Regions from separate parts of the Mus musculus genome. Here region 1 is linked to region 2. Evidence: chromatin contacts called from public promoter capture Hi-C data. All regions are on one chromosome and are shown on one strand. Each heading gives the region's core, a stretch centred on a gene start, on an enhancer-like site or on the middle of the called end of the contact. The rest is flanking DNA. Distances are from core to core; before and after follow the strand shown.

The links. Promoter capture Hi-C pulls out the DNA fragments that hold promoters and counts their contacts.
Region 1: a promoter capture Hi-C map of liver shows a contact between it and region 2, with 4 times the contacts expected there. The contact joins the enhancer-like site here to the promoter of Nuak2 in region 2. A contact is called at or near these places in 4 of 39 promoter capture datasets (the 3T3-L1 cell line, liver and stem cell-derived epiblast-like cells), 8 of 484 Hi-C or Micro-C datasets (the Ba/F3 cell line, the G1E-ER4 cell line, the P5424 cell line and 3 more), 3 of 115 datasets of contacts at active chromatin or transcription factors (embryonic midbrain, epiblast stem cells and pancreatic cancer cells) and 1 of 9 other capture datasets (embryonic stem cells).

Annotation. Positions count from the first base shown.
Region 1 is chr1:132,585,616-132,588,315 of GRCm38.p6, reverse strand. Nfasc (neurofascin) reads left to right here. Exons shown (of 30, transcript NM_182716.4): 25 at 6-242. Among named protein-coding and RNA genes, the nearest start is that of Gm51646, 39 kb to the right of the region's middle. Within about 2 kb of position 1,330, at least 27 of the 459 cell types and tissues checked have an H3K27ac peak or open chromatin away from gene starts, as enhancers often do. A contact at or near this core is called in liver, where this site is marked.
Region 2 is chr1:132,314,677-132,317,376 of GRCm38.p6, reverse strand. Nuak2 (NUAK family, SNF1-like kinase, 2) reads right to left here and starts at 1,252. Exons shown (of 7, transcript NM_028778.4): 1 at 905-1,252. The coding sequence starts at 1,147.

The DNA.
Region 1 (2,700 bases), core at 81-2,580, 270 kb before region 2:
CTTAGCTCCTCCCACGTTGCCCCCGACTACTGTGGGTACCACAGGCCTTGTGAGCAGTACTGATGCTACTGCCCTTGCTGCCACCAGTGAAGCCACAACAGTTCCCATCATTCCAACCGTCGTACCTACCACCGTCGCCACCACCATTGCCACAACTACTACAACCACTGCCGCCACCACCACCACCACCACTACGGAGAGCCCTCCCACTACCACTGCTGGGACTAAGATTCACGAAACCGGTATTGTGCACTGCCCATGCTCCTGACCCCTTCTGAGTCCACCTCCCAGCTTCTCCAGACAAACCCAGATTTCCCTGGCTGAGCAATGGGCTTTGGAGTGGCAATTACCAACCCAGCCCTGCCATGTTTTACATTGCAAACCAGGCCCAAAGACCCTGTCCTGAGCACACACAGGTGGTCACTCACCACCCAGGACTCCTTAATGCTAATCAGATCTTCCACAGGGCTCTGGGCTTCTCAGAGAGCATCCCAAGCATATGCCAAGTAGCCAGCCAGGGATGGGTACTCAAGAAGAGAAGTGGTGAGAGGGGAAGGTTCTAATGGCTGTGTGCCTGGCCAGTTGCTGGCTACACCACGTCTGTCCACCTCTAGGGACAAAGACCAGGAGGAGGAGGAGGAGCAGGGAGTGGCTGCTGTACCATGCGGCAATGTGTCTGGAACCCCTGCCCCTTCCTTGCACCCCAGTCCCAAGGGACTCCTTGCAGGTATTTCTTTTTAATAGTTAGAGCGTGCAGGAGATGGTGTTCCCAGGCCTAACGATGCTCCATCGCTTTTCTATCACTCCTAAAGCACTCCTCCTTGGAGGAGGAACTGCCAGAGTTCTAGGGATGGCTTTAGGGCCCCTGGGCTCCACAGCTCTGCTCCTTGAGCATGAAAAGATCCTTGGAGAATCCAACCATTTCTGAATCCCAAGCATCAACCTTGTATTATCACAAGAGTAGGGGGTCCCTAACTTCCGGCACCCAGGAGGCAGCTATAAAAATAGCCTGAAGCAGCAGGAAAGACTTCCAGGAAGTATCCAGAATGCTCCCATTCCTGGAGAATCATTCGACGCCCCACCCCCACCCCCAGCCTCCATGGCTTTTGCTTCTTGGGCAAGTCCCTCCCACCTCCCAGCCTCACTGCCTCCCACCCACCTGCCTGTTAGCCTCTGAATGCAGGTGGAAGCTGGACAGTCCTGTTAGCGGTTGCTCAGTTCTGTGGTGTCACGTGAGCTGTAGGCAGAGGCAGGTGAGTCACAGCCGAGCCCCTCAGCCCGCGGAAAGCCTGATTTGCTTGAGAGGCGGAGTACTGGAGTGTAAACATGGAGGTTAGGGGCAAAGTCAGCCCAGGCGAGGCTGCCGTCAGCGGCTTGGGGGTCACTGTCCTCTAGGGCACAGTGAGCGATTTTCACCGGAGGATGGCTTTTTGAATCTTTAAAGTGCTTCAATTCATAGAGTTGAGCCAAGAATCCAGAAACAGTGGAACCTTGCGCCCTGGCAGTTCCTGACCTAGAAACATCATTCTTACCGCAGGCAGGACTGACCCCGTGACCCCGTGACTCACTGCCCAGGTGTAGGCCTTGTCTGAAGCCACAGAGGGCCTGGCCTCAGCCCCAGTCTTATGGGGAGTTTAGGGACAACCGGAAAGTATCTTGGCTTCCAGGGAATCTTTTAAATGAAATTTCATCTTCGTCTTGTCTTCTACCATCACATAAAATGTCTCATAACTTCTCCTTTTGCAGGGTATCCTTTGTGTCATTTTCTAGATTTGGGTGCTGCTCCCTAGCTCTTATGTGCCAGGAGCTGGTGGAACAGCGCGTGCTGATCATGGCCTCCCTTTGAACTTCCCAGCCCCCCAGAGTTCACCTTCTGGGCCCCTCCCCTTTGAACACCACAGTTCTTTAGCAGTCATCGTTCTGGCCTGTCCGTATGGTCCCCACCTCAGAATCATCTTGGTCTCCCACTGCTTGGGTTTTTCTTTTCTCTGTGTATATAATGTGTGTGTGTGTATGCACGTTAGCGTGTATGAATATAGATACATACATGACAATCAGAGGAAACAGCCTTAAGTGTTGATGCTGGCTTTCCATCTTATTTGAGACAGTCTCTTGTGGTTTGCTGCTGTACACACAGGGCCTACAAGCTTCACATTCGTATTCTTTCAGCCTCAGGTCTCCTGGTCTATAGTGACGGACCCTTGTGTTTCTGTATTCAGCTTCTGTTTGGGTTTGGGGATCCTAACTCGGTTTGACAGGCTTGCTTGACAAGCATCTCAGTCACTGCCACAGCTACTTGGCCTTTCCTAAGAGCACCCTGAACCTCACTGCCTTTGAGGGCATCAGATCTGACTCAGTATTACCTTGGGGGTCAGACCGTTTAATGTAGATGCAAATGCTATTGTATAGAGTCCCGGACTGAGGATAAAGATGGTCAAAATGGACCATGGAGCAGAGAAGCAGCCTGTCCCCCTCCCTCTTAGGCAGCAGGCTGCCTTTCTCGGCCCTTCTCTTGACACACACTGTGTCTTGACACACACTGTGTTCACCTGGGGCAACCTGACAGGATTGCAGTAGGGGAAAAACACTTCTTTGAAGTGAAAATCAGAAAATCTTTTATCACTTCCCCAGCCCTGCAGACTCAGTCACATGGCAGATAGATAATGCATAAATGCACCGTCAATACACTCTATTCATTTA
Region 2 (2,700 bases), core at 3-2,502:
TAGGGCAAATGATGGCTGTACATACACACCCCCTTACAAACAGCATCCACTGGACCTGCCAAATGTTCTCCCTAAACCACCTGCTCTGAGCCTTGCGAAAATGTGAATTATAGACCTTTTATAAAATAGTTCCCTTGGTGGAAAATGAGAGACTGCACATTTTAAACAAGTAGCCAGCTAATACTCAGGCCCACTGAACTAGAGTGGAAGAAACATTGTTGTGTAACTTTTGGTAAATTTGCTGTCCTTCCAAGGGGAGGTTTCCAGATAGGAGTATTCATTCTCAACACAGGATCTGTGATCAGGGCTCAAGTGCATTCACATTTATATCTTATTTTTTCCAAGCAGCTTGTGAGACAGGCTGTGTTCTCTCTATTTTTGCAGAAGGGGAAACAGAAAACAGAGATGGAGGAACTTGCTCAGAGTTACGGATTATTATTACGATTACACATGCGTAAATCAAAAGGGCAAGTTCCCCAAAGGCCTCACATCCAAAGATGTGGCTGGAGTGCTGGGAGTGGACCTGACATTTGGGCCTGCTTTTACATTTCCCAGAATAAAAACCTATCCCAACCAAACTTAGCTTCATTTCGGCTGGAAAGGCCCCAAAGTGTCAAGTCAGAGTTAAAGATCTCCACACCTCATCCATCTACTAAGAACTGGTGCTTTCAACTTCCTCCTTCCATTCTACTCTGTTGACGTTTGTTCCCGTCAAAATTCAAGTTAAGCTCCGTCTTCTCAAACTACAGGCATCTAGTGAAGCTAAGGTTCAGGACAGATGAGCACTGTCCTGAAAACCACGGACAGACACATCTAAAATGCGCGCGCCTGGCAACGCAGCCGAGGACACCGCAAGGGACGCGCTGTGAGCTCCCGAGAGCCGGGAGCCGCGAGGGACACTCACCAGACGCCCCGAGCTCTCTCGTGCCTTCTTCACCTTCCCGTAGGTGCCCTTGCCCAGCGTCTCCAGGAACTCGTAGCGGTGCCGCAGGTTGTGTTTGTGATGGTGCCGCTTCACCGCCTGCTTCTTCATCAGAGGTTTAGGCGACTTGATGAGCCCGTCCGCCAGCGGCCGGGCGCTCTCCGAGGCCAGGGCGGAGGCCGAGGGAGCCTGGCTCGGGCGCTGGAGTAAGGCCACCGACTCCATGGTGCGGGGACCGCGAGGTGGAGTGGGTCGGGCAGCAGTAGCAGCGCGCGCTGAGCCGCGGGCTCAGAGGTCACAGCCGCACCCGAGCACGCTAGAAAGCCCCGCGTTCCGAATTGCTATAAAACGTTTCGAGGGGGAATGTCCTGACCACGCCCCTGCGTCCCATTGGCCGACTTGCCGGCGGCTCGTGACCAAAACCTCTCGCATTGGTTCACCCTCTCCTGCCCCGTTCCTCCCCTTGGCTAGGCGCGGAAAGGTGTGAATGGGGCCCCGCCCACTTGGACCCGAGGCCCAGGAATGCGAGAATGGAGGCAGAGCCGAATTAATACCGAAGTGCCAGTCTTTAGGATTGAAGGCTCTCTGAATTGCTTTAGTCTCTGAATGACGCCAACCTTGTGCTATTGTGCTGTGTTCTCGGTTGGCAAGGGACAATCTAAGGGCACTAGAAAGTCCCGAAGTATTTCTCCACATGCAGTAAATTGTTTCTTCCAAGCTCAAAATCTGAAAAGCCTTTTGATAACTTCTTGAGGTCCATAAAGGAGAAAGTGAATAGGGAGATGGAATGGGTTGGAGACTGACGCCAGCTAAGCACTGGTAGAGAGCTGTCCTGACTCCATGTTCACTCTGCTTGGATTCCACCAACCTTAATTGGATTCTGGAATCCAACAGGCCTGGGAAATCCTTACTTTGTAGGGTTGCGTGGATTCCCTCAAGATGTGGTGGCCTTGTGGATCTCCATAAATTGTGAAAAAAGCACATCACATTCCAAGGACTTACATCCACGAGCTCCTAAATCTGTAAGGAGTGTCTTGGTCCCAGGGTTTCCTCCCAGTGGATTTTTTTTTTTTTTCAAAAGAGCAGGAGGTTGGGCATAAGATTTGGCTGCATTTAAGGGGCCTGGAAGGCTATGTCCAGACCCCCCTTTCCGATGTAGAAAGTGAGTTTACTTCTGCCACACAGCTGGCAAGAAAGCCTGGAATTCAGATACTGGCCTATAGGGAAAGAGTACAGGACAAGAGGACTTCCCTAATTCTAGCTATTCCGGGCAGGCATCCCTCCCTCATCTGCAGGACCTCATCTCTAGCTGTATCTTTAGGACTTGGCAGAGGATCAAAGAGGACTACGTCCTCAATTATCAAATTAAAAAAAAAACTACTCTCTGCCCATTTTCCTACTTCTGTTTGCCCTTTGAATCTTTTCAGAGGGAATAACTGGTATCTCCTTGTCTTGGAGCTCTCTGTAGCCAGAGACCATCCACCGGGAATCAGCCTTCTCTAAGTTCGGACGGTCCATGGAAACTGTATAGCTAGTTTAGTGCCCTATCTTCTGCCAGCTTGCCTCTCCACTCTGAGTAGTCTGTGAAAATAGAAAAGGCTCAACCAGTCTGCTCTCTGTGCGCCCTGTCTGTCAGTTCCTGGGGTCTGTCCAGGCAGAGTAGGACAATGAAAAGCATGTGTCAGAGGAGCAGGCTCAGGGATGGGAGACCTGGGTTCTAGACCTGACTGACATGAAAAGAGGAGGGAGCCCCTAGCCAAGATGAGAGGAGGATAGTT